3 separate regions of the Mus musculus genome follow, and regions 2 and 3 are each linked to region 1. The links are chromatin contacts, called in public Hi-C and HiChIP or PLAC-seq maps. All regions are on one chromosome and are shown on one strand. Each heading gives the region's core, a stretch centred on a gene start, on an enhancer-like site or on the middle of the called end of the contact. The rest is flanking DNA. Distances are from core to core; before and after follow the strand shown. Region 1 overlaps Spred1 (sprouty protein with EVH-1 domain 1, related sequence). Region 2 has its middle 60 kb from the start of Gm46758. Region 3 has its middle 39 kb from the start of Gm46758.

Region 1 (3,471 bases), core at 871-3,370:
AGATTTTTGAATACTTCAAAAATGAGAAACTTAGTTGGTACTCTAAGGATTTCATGAACCTTATGAGGTGGAGGTCAGTAAAGGACTCTTAGAGCCAAGTTTAAAATGAAGCTCAGTTTATTTTAAAGATAAGAAGCCCCTTTGCTTTTAAGCCTTTTTGCTACACTTACGACTACCTTGTTCTCTGCTTTTAGACCCAGGATACATATTTGCTATTATTTCAGAGTCTTCTATCACAATCTCCTTTTCCTCCTCTTATTTTTACCTCTACCAGGGACTTATTTTTTTGAAACTAGGTTACATTTAGATTGTGCTGTGACTTGGCTAGGTGGTCAGAGGTGACCTTGAATTTCTGATCCTCAAGTACTGGCATTATAGGTGTGTGTTACACATGCACATAGCCAGCCTTCATTGATTGTGAAGAATATCTTCTTAGTTAAAAGTAACAATGATTAATAAGTCACCATGAGGAAAATAGGCTGGCAAGATGGTTCAGTCAGTACAGACAGTTGTTGCTGTACCTGGGGACATCATTTGATCCCTGAACCTACATGTAGAAGAAAGAAGTGACTCCAGCAGGGTGTCCTGACCTCCAGGCATGTATGTGGTACAGGAACTCCCATACATATGTACACACAAAATAAATGAATACATCTTAACGAATATTAAAATAAAATCTATGATAAATGACTATTTTCTACTTATGTTTATTTATGTATCATGCAAGGATAGGATATCATTAAAATTGATACTATATATAATCAGGCAGTGTCCATATTCTGAAAACTGATATTAATAAAATGAACTACAGTGAGGAAGTACTTTTCAAGTATTTGTAAGGAAGTACCTGTTTATTTGGTGGCTTTTTTGTTCTAGATAGCAGTAAACAGTTAAGCAAATCAATTCCTTGTGGAAAATGACTTTGAGTGGATTTTAGTTCTGGGTGTCTGGATATTCAGCTGTGTTATTAGGTGATATTTTGTCTGTTGATGAACAGCATGGGGCTGGGAGGACTGGATGACTTATGCTTGGTGGAAAGCCAGAGTTGTTTTCTTCCCTTGTTATGACTTGAAGAAGCTGTCTGTAGGAGTATAAAAGATATTTTGGGTCCTCTGTAGAACTCAGCTTTTACCTGCTTACGCATCTGCTTACATGGACTCATTTTATTAAACTAATTTAATAACTAAAAGTGCCATAAATAAATAAATAAATAAATAAATAGATAGATAAATAAATAAAGCAAGCAAGCAGCTGGCTTTTCTTTCCTTCCCTCCCTTTCTCTCTCTCTCTCTCCCTCTCTCTCTTTCTGTTCAGACTCCAGATCAGGTCGATGGTTTTTGATTATTTAGTTTAGCTGAAAACAGTCCATTAAAAGTGAATAAATAACATGAGGAGTTATAAAAATGTTAAGATGCAGATGTTAAATGCCTAAGAGTTCATAAATCAAGCCAAGATCTAAGATTCTATGTAAGTTTGTATATAAAAGAAATGAACATTCTACTAGAGGAAATAAAAAGGCAATATTGATTCACTTATTTATGAGTACATCAGTTTCTAAAAGTGTTAGAATGCCTTCTTTCTCTGTAATGTCCTTTCACATTTAAAGATTTTTTTTTTAATTTTAGTTTATGTGTGTCTCACCCATCTCTCCAGCCCCTCCCCTTACAGTTTAAAAGAAACTTCCAGTATTGTACCTATTAATTTACTTACATGTAATTACAGAGCAGCCATCAAAATTGACATAGGCTACTTGAACTTAGTAATGCAGACCAGGATAACCTTGATGATGATAGCTTTTTTCTCTCTCTCTTTCCTTGACTTGGAGTTTACTTGATCACTGCACCCATGTGATTCTAACAAAATTGATTCTGGGTACATTTTACTCAATCTGTTGGTGTTTATACTTGAAGTAACATACCATATTCAGTGCTGCCCTCTTTAGTTACATAGTTTGACTCTGTTTTTTATTGGACAGCACTGCTGTAGGACAGTGAAAATTAAATCGATTTATATTGCATTTAGGCGGAAAGGGTATTTAAACATTCAAAGATTCCACAGTCTTGCAGTTTCTATTTTCTGATTAGTGTAGTCTCTTAAGAGGAAGTTTGCAAACTGCCTTCTGTGGATGAAATGTTAGGATTATGTAACCATGTAAATACCACTAAAGAGTTCTGAATTCTGACTGAATTCTCATTTGGCTGTTTAAGTCACCTTGTAGGGCCCACACACCAAAGTCACTATGGAAGGTAAAGAAGTTTTAGCTACTTTTAATGTCTCCTTTATCTGTTTTTGTTACTCTTACCTTCACCTATTTAGGTATTTATTGAATACTTGGAGGTACCTCCAAGACTTTCATATGTTGACCGTGTTTAGAACACCCAGTCGGTGGATTTTAATACTCAGTGTGAGTTTACTCTTAACTTTTCCTCCTTGTTATTTGATGAGTCTGGGTCCCTGCCACTGACTCCATGTCTTTCCTGTATCCCCAATTTGATTGCATTACCCTTAAGGCTGGCCTCTTACAGCTTACTCCACCTACCTGCATTAAGTGCCAAGATGTTATGTGGACTCTCAGCATGCATATAGCTAAATATTGCCCCTACATGAATTTGGTAAAGTAAGTGCTTTTCATCTTTGTTAAATGAAGTCATGTGCACAGAACCTTGGAGGGGTTCACAGTAACTTCAGAAGGTCTAGAAGTTCAGCGTAGCAAGTTTTGCTGACTCTGCAAAAGCCACCCTCCAACGTTGAAAGTAAAAGGACTTCCCTTCTTAGGATGAGCCCCAAATTTCCTTGAATGGTGATCTGTTACTAAATGCTCTTGCTACTGCCCCATAGAGCCAGGAAGCATAGTAAAGTTGGATACTACTTTATCCTACGTATATATAAACCCACAATTGCCATTAAAGTCTGCTAACATAGATAATACAAGTAATGATGGCTGAGCAAAAAAAAAAATTTTTTTTTAACTAACAACACAGAAATGAGAATAGACTTGTACCTTCTTCCTAGCTGGCAAAAAGGAATTTCTCAGATAGATTAAGTTAGGAAGATGGAGCAGTGCCTACTTTTGCTTTAAGTATTATTATTATAATCACACTAGCCATTAACCATTAAATGTTCATTATCCGAGTCTTGGATTTACACCCTACTTGATGGAAACATTTACAAAATAATTTCCTCTCCTGCCTGTGTCTTCCTAGCTCCTCTCTCAGGAGGTGTCTTTACAGTTTTTTCACAACCCACAGGAGAACATCAGCCTTTCTTTAGGCACGACCTTGCTTGAGTTGCCTATTTAGTTTCCACAGAACAGCTACTGAGTCTCATGAGATATGCCCAACCTCTTTGGAAGGAGCACATGTTGGTTGTTCTAAAAAGGACTGTGGGAACGTCTGCAATATCAGCTTTTGTTGGAGCAAGTTAATGAAACATGGGGCATTATAAGTAGTAAAGTATCAGTTCTTTCAAGTT
Region 2 (3,422 bases), core at 103-2,602, 170 kb before region 1:
TAAGTATTGTTAAGGACCTGCTCTGAACACAGAACCTTTCCCATACTTCTAAACAAAACAAAACAAACAAACAACCCCCCCCCCCCCAAAGAGATCATGATGCTCAAGGCAGCACACGCCTGAACTCCAGCACTTGGGAGGTAGAGGCAGGCCGATCCGGAATATACCACCATTCTTGGCCACAGAGGGAAATTCAAGAACCAAGTCTCAGAAACACAACAAACAAAGCAAAGCTACAACAAAAGAATCCTGTTCTCTAGGAAGCACCTGCTGGGGAAGAGACAGACTTAACTCCTAGAGGAAAGAAAGCACTATAAAATCAACTAGAGAACTCAATGAAATCTTTTTATATGGGTGTTACTGGGCCTTCAGTTCACACACTTGCCCCATGGGTATATATATAAGGTGCCCACCTCCAATTTAGAAGGAATTCCATCCTTCTTCACGGAATCAGTTCCTGAGCCTTAAGATTTTCCCCGGTAACAAATGAGAACCGCTGTACCCAGAGCGGCTTTGTGAGTTGCCCAGTCACCCACTTTTCTCCAGGGGGGAAGGAAGAAACTCAAGAGTCTCAAAATAGCCCGGTCCTAGTCCTTCAACAAGTGCAGGTTACATCACTTTACAGGGCTGGTTGTGACATCACTTCTAGACCTGAACGCGGCCCACCCCACCACTGAGAAAATGGAAAATGCTGAGCCGCAGCCTCAGGACTTTTTCATCTAGAGGCAATTTCTGTCTGCCTAAACCTGACTGCAGGGCAGGTGGGTGCAGAGCCCAGCAAAGAAGCCTTTGAAAGCAGGAACCCAGGCTCTGCAGGTCAGCTTGGAGCAAGTCCAAACTGGGTTCTAGCCCGCACACACCCCCGCCCCCTGGTGACAAGCAATCTGTTTATGGGGACACTTTTGTGAGGTTACAGAATCTCTGCAAGAGAGGGAGCGGGTTCTGGCCTGGTTTCTAGGTAACCCGCCACACCAAGGTGCACAAACACGATCGGACAGAGAAGAGGGGTAAAAAGAGAAGCTGGACGGCCAGGGCCCCCTCCCGGGCCGCCGTGAAACGCGCTTTAATTGCTTCAAAGAGCCCTTCTCAATGGGGTTTCAGAGGCGCGGGAGCGGGTCCCCAGCGAGGGCTCCTTTCCGGCTGGCCAGCATTCCTGGGCGCTGCGAGGGGAGAGCCCGCGGCTCATTTCCATGCCTGTCGCATACTGCCTCCGTTGTGCCGGGCCGGGCCGCGAGGGGAGCGCGGCTGGCAGCGAACAAAGCCCCATTCATCCCCGGGGACGGCTTCCTCCCGGACCAGCCGCGGCCGCAGATGGGCTGGCTCGGGCACGCCATCCATCTCCAGGCCGGGGAGCGCGGCCCCGCCCGCGCACAGAGCGGTGATGCAGGGCGCCCCCGGGCTGCCGGACCCAGGCCTCCACGGAGGGGGAGAGGCTGTGCGGGGACAGGCGAACACTGAGGCTTTTCAGTCGGGAAATCCCGTGTCCTCGCCGGCTCCTTGAGAGCGAGGATGTCAGTTTCCACCGCCCTCTTCCCCACTCCGGCCCCCCGGGATGGTACGGTCCGTCTTCCCTGGTTGTGAAGGGACTTTGTTTCTCCTCTGTGGCCTCTGCAGTCCCCACGAAAGGGTCACTTCCTGACTTTTGTGTCTCTTCAATTCAGTGCCTTCAAAGTTCCTCCCCTCTGGTTGTGACTAAGTACATAATTGCGAGGCTTATCCATAAGGTTTTCCAGAATTCAAACATCCCTCCAGGTTAGTCTGGGACTGTAGCTTTGCAATAAACATCTTTTGTGTGTGTGTGTGTGTGTGTGTGTGTGTGTGTGGTTTTTTTTTTTTTTTTTTTTTGTCTTGTTTTGTTTCCTTTCCCTCTCCCCTGCTGGCCTGCGGGGAAACGCACTTGTTCCACAACTGTTTGCAGACTCCATGCGCTTTTCCTTTGGTCCCACGTGTTAGACCCCCCCACCAAAGAAAGCTACAGAACTCTAACGTCAAACAGAAGTGAGGCTAGGTCACTTTTCCTTCACTCTGAGGAAGCCCCTCCAGGCTGAGTTTCACAGCCCAAGACAGAAACAGGCTCCAGACACATTCCTCCCGGGCGGATGCAACAGGGCATGGCAGGATCAAACAGCCACCAGACACTGGAGAGACTGGCTCCAATCTATCCATCTTCCAGATAAGAAACGATAAGATCTGAGAGGGGAAAGGATTTGTTCACCTCAGGCGGAAGCTGGTTCATCTCAGTAAAAGACAAAAACAAAACAAAACAAAACTCAAAAAACACAACAATTAAAAAAAAAAACCTTCAAGAAAAATTATTATTCACCAAGTCAATTTGCTTTTCTGCTTATACTAAAAGAGAGCTCTCCTCCAGTGCAAGGGAATTGCTCCTATGTTTCTTTTACTTCCTGCATTTTGAACACCACTGGCCTCTCTCCAAAACAGACCTCTTTCCTCTCGAGGGGAATGAAAACCTTCAAAATGTTCACAAGCAGATAGAGTGACTCTGCACTCGTTATTTCTGAAGGTATGGGGGTGGGGAGAGAAAATTCCAAGTGCTTTACACAGGGCCTCCCTAATTCCTCACAGTAGGCTCTGAACTGGATTCTATAGCTTCCTCCCTTTCACTGAAAAAAAAGGAAACAAAGCTGAGAGAGACTGAGATTAACATTTTCACATTTTCAGGGTCACACATAGGTTAAATGGCCAAAACTGACTCTGAGCTCTTCCAGGCAGAGACGTTGTTTACACAGCCACAGGGCAACAAACCCGGGTACCGGGAGGCTCTGGGCGGATACCAGGTTGCCGGTGAGAGAACACCTCATCCTACCCAGAGGGGTGAGCTGACAGAGGACTTGATTTACCCGGGAATGCTTCTTCCGGAATGCAAAGTGCTAAATTAATTACCACTCCCTAGGCTGCCTTAGCATTTTCTCTTCCAAGGAATGCTCTGGAAATAATAGTTCCTTGGTTTTCTGTCAGGGAAACCTTGAGTTCAAAGTTCAGGCCTACCATTTCCAAGATGGGAGAGGTTTGAAAAGTTATTTGACTCCTCATCTATTAATCAGAGGAAATAAAAGCCATTTTTGTTCTTGTGAGGATTTAAATGAGCCAGCCCATGTAAATGCTTACCTCCACGTTTTCTTCATTATCATTTATATCAAGTCAGGTAGACAGCATTAAGCTTAATTTAAAGCAAGATTTTCTTTATAACAAAGAGTTACTGCTCACCCATATATATATATATATATATATATATATATATATATATATATGTATATATATATATCCTGTATTCTCTGGAAACTCTACATGGTGTCTCTTCATTCATCCCACAGTGGTTGCCTCAAATGTCGCCAGTCATCATGGCAGAAGGGACAAGAGAACACTGGAAAGTAATTAGAGCAGTAATGAGTGGTCAGATG
Region 3 (3,432 bases), core at 591-3,090, 190 kb before region 1:
AGCATTTGAGTAATTTTCCCAACGATAAATCTCCCAAGTTAGCCCCACTCTACCACGATTCTCTGTAAATCTCACACCTGCACATGCCCACTCACTCTCCTCCATGTCCAGCTCTGGCCTAAGTCTGAACATACGTTTATAATGGCTTTAGCTCCAGCACATATTCCATAATGTGGAGGAAATTTCTGGGCTTTTTATAGTCACTTGTTAAGTTTCCATCACTAGGAACGTGTTTTCTGAACTAGAGAAAAATCTATATATTTCCATACTTTATGTGTGTGCATACATGTGTGTAGTATACATAAATATATACTATATACATATAAGATGTGTATATATTGTATGTATAAATATGTATTAAAATGCACATATAAAATATGTACGTATATATACATTTTTTTTCTCATAGCTCCAAGGTTATCTTTCCATGAAATCTCCAGAACTACCCATAAAGTCTCTCCTCCAACCTTCTCAGGATCACTTTACCTACGGGTACTAATCCTGGCAAGTTAGCCCGAGGTTAGTAAACCACTATAGGTTCTGTGTACTGCATCATCCAGTCTCAGAAACTCCTTAAATAAATATAGCCTCTGGGGTACTGGAATGAAGCAAAACAAGTAGAGGCAACTAGAATTTGGGAGAGAAGCCAGATACCAGTAGAGTGCTGAGAGGTAATCCTGTTCTCCCAAAGAGAAGAGGAGGACCTAGGTGTAGGACTGAACACTAGCGCTGTGGCTTAGACACGCCTTGTTTCCCAGTGGTCCAGGCGCTGGGAACTTTCACCCCAAGCCGTGTAAGGGGAGGAACTTACATGAGGTGGAGCTTATTACATCACAGGAGCATCCGCCTCAGGAGTGGATTACCTGTGTCGGGCCTGCCGGGAATGGATTAGAGAGTTCTACCTTGCAAGCAGATTGTAATAAAAAGAGCAAGATCTCCTAGTCTAGTTTATCCTGTAGCTCATTGTCTTAGTCAGGGTTTCTATTCCTGCACCAACATCATGACCAAGAAGCAAGTTGGGGAGGAAAGGGTTTATTCAGCTTACACTTCCATACTGCTGTTCATCACCAAAGGAAGTCAGGACTGGAACTAAGCAGGTCAGGAAGCAGGAGCTGATTCAAAGGCCATGGAGGGATGTTACTGGCTTGCTTCCCCTGGCTTGCTTATTTTCCTTTCTTATAGAACCCAAGACTACCAGCCCAGGGATGGCACCACCCACAAGGGGCCCTCCCCGCTTGATCACCCACTGAGAAAATACCCCACAGCTGGATCTCATGGAGGCACTTCCCAAGTGAATCTCCTTTCTCTGTGATAACTCCAGCCTGTGTCAAGTTGATGCACAAAACCAGCCAGTACACTCATTTTTTGACCTCTGTCTGTCCCTCACACTCCTTTCTGCCATGATGTCATTGCGATGCTATGACCTAACCACGAAGTCCCTGACCAAGGTCTACTAGACAATCTTGGACTTTCAATTCCCCAAACTGATGAGACACATCTTCTCCTTGGTTGTTTTGTCACAGCAACATGGAGAGAGTAGGGAAGAGGGGAACTACTTGGACAGAGGACTGTAGTTTTGGAAACCCAGATCTCTTCCTCGGGAAACTCACAAAAGTACACAGATTTGATTCTTGTCCTCCAGAAGCTATGGAGCTATTGAAGTTGCTTGCCTAGGAATTTTATCTTTTAAAATCCACCATATATAGATTTTTTTCTGTCATTAAGACATGCAGCCACTTTATTAAGCCCCAAGGGACTTTGGTCTACTGTGCCTGTGTCTCTGTGGAATGCATAGTCCATTCTCAGGAACTCTTTAAATAAGTGCAGAGCTATTTCTTGATTTCACTTGCTTATCTTCTTTTTTTAACCCACACATTGAAAAGATGACCCAGAAAAAATGTACAGAGCCAGTTCGTACTCGAATACTAAGCAAGGGGTGAGGGTTACTGAGTTTTCCAAAAGCTAAGGAAAACAACCGAGCAATGAAGGATGAAGATGTAATCCAATGACTTGGGCATTTTAAGAGATGAATGCAAGAAAGAAAGAAAGAAAGAAAGAAAGAGAGAGAGAGAGAGAAAGAAAGAGAGAGAGAGAAAGAAAGAAAGAAAGAAAGAAAGAAAGAAAGAAAGAAAGAAAGAGAGAAAGAAAGAGGGGGGGAGGGAGGGAAGGCGGGAGGGAAGGAAGGAAGGAAGGAAGGAAGGAAGGAAGGAAGGAAGGAAGGAAAGAAGGAAGGAAGGAAGGAAGGAAGAAGTGGAAAGAAGGAAGGAAAGAAAGATGGAAGTGAAAGGAAGGAAAGAAGGAAACTAAAATAGAAGAGACAAAAGTGCTGGGCTGTATCTTGTAATCCCAACACTTGGGAGATGGAAGTGGTAGTGTCAGGAGTTTAAGAAGTGGTAGTGTCAGGAGTTTAAGGGTTTGAGGCCATCCTGGACTTTGAAGTGAGATCATGTCTTTGGAATTTAATTAATTAATGTGATAAAGGAGATTATAAGTCAGACTCAAAAGGACACGCATGGTATGTATTCACTGATAAGTGGATATTAGCCAAAAAGTACAGAATAGTCAGGATACGTCCCACAGACCCTAAGAAGTTAAACAAGATGAAAGGCCCAAGAGAGAATGCTTAAATCCCACTTGGAAGGAGGAACAAAATAGTTATGGGAGGCAGAGGGAGGGACCTGGGGGCGGGGGAGACAAGGGAATAGGGGAGATCAGGTATGGGGAAAGATAGGAGAGAGGCCCCAGAGGGCCATGAGAATGAATGGAAATACGCAGATGTCAGGGGTGGGAGATAGGGAGAACCTTTAGAAATTCTCAGAGGTTGAGGGAGAGGGGGGCTCTCAGAACTCAGTGTGGTTGACCTTAGCCTAACCTGAAGAGACCACCTCCAGTAGTCAGACAGGACCCCAAGTGGAGAGATGGAGACACCAACCCTCCTACAAAACTTTTGACCCAAAGCTGTTGCTGTCTAAAAGAAATGCAGAGACAAAAATGGAGCAGAAACTGAAGGAATGACCAACCAATGACTGGCCCAACTCAGAATCCATCCTATGGACAGGCACCAATTCCAAACACTATTACTGATGATATGCTGTGTTTGCAGACAGGAGCTAGCATGACTGTCCTCTGAGGGGCTTTACCCAGCAACTGACTGAGACAGAGGCAGATACTCACACACACCCAGTAGACTGAAGTTGGGAACCACTATGGAACAATTAGGGGAAGGATTAAAGAGCTGAAGGGAATGACAACCCCATAGGAAGACCAACAGCATCAACTAACCCAGACCCCTGGGAGCTCCCAGAGACTAAGCCACCAACCAAAGAGCAAACATGACTGGTCCAAACCCCTCCCCCAACCCCATATGTAGCAGAGGTCTTGTCTGGCCTCAGTGGGAGAGGATGCACCTATTACTGTAGAAACTTGAAGCCC

Evidence for each region. A called contact is a pair of places that touch in the nucleus more often than the background predicts. HiChIP or PLAC-seq counts read pairs in DNA pulled down with a chosen protein or histone mark.
Region 2: a contact with region 1 is called in an H3K4me3 HiChIP or PLAC-seq map of bone marrow-derived macrophages, with 4 times the contacts expected there. The contact joins two enhancer-like sites. A contact is called at or near these places in 6 of 39 promoter capture datasets (the C10 cell line, the HPC-7 cell line, cranial neural crest and 3 more), 1 of 484 Hi-C or Micro-C datasets (bone marrow-derived macrophages) and 14 of 115 datasets of contacts at active chromatin or transcription factors (the 230-238 cell line, the HPC-7 cell line, bone marrow-derived macrophages and 11 more).
Region 3: a contact with region 1 is called in a Hi-C map of bone marrow-derived macrophages, with 29 read pairs. The contact joins two enhancer-like sites. A contact is called at or near these places in 6 of 39 promoter capture datasets (the C10 cell line, the HPC-7 cell line, cranial neural crest and 3 more), 2 of 484 Hi-C or Micro-C datasets (bone marrow-derived macrophages and nephron progenitors) and 1 of 115 datasets of contacts at active chromatin or transcription factors (embryonic stem cells).

The regions. Positions count from the first base shown.
Region 1 is chr2:117,144,096-117,147,566 of GRCm38.p6, forward strand. The region is part of intron 1 of Spred1 (sprouty protein with EVH-1 domain 1, related sequence); the gene reads left to right. Among named protein-coding and RNA genes, the nearest start is that of Spred1, 25 kb to the left of the region's middle. Within about 2 kb of position 2,121, at least 8 of the 459 cell types and tissues checked have an H3K27ac peak or open chromatin away from gene starts, as enhancers often do. A contact at or near this core is called in bone marrow-derived macrophages, where this site is marked.
Region 2 is chr2:116,974,544-116,977,965 of GRCm38.p6, forward strand. No RefSeq gene overlaps it. Among named protein-coding and RNA genes, the nearest start is that of Gm46758, 60 kb to the left of the region's middle. Within about 2 kb of position 1,353, at least 300 of the 459 cell types and tissues checked have an H3K27ac peak or open chromatin away from gene starts, as enhancers often do. A contact at or near this core is called in bone marrow-derived macrophages, where this site is marked.
Region 3 is chr2:116,953,676-116,957,107 of GRCm38.p6, forward strand. No RefSeq gene overlaps it. Among named protein-coding and RNA genes, the nearest start is that of Gm46758, 39 kb to the left of the region's middle. Within about 2 kb of position 1,841, at least 12 of the 459 cell types and tissues checked have an H3K27ac peak or open chromatin away from gene starts, as enhancers often do. A contact at or near this core is called in bone marrow-derived macrophages, where this site is marked.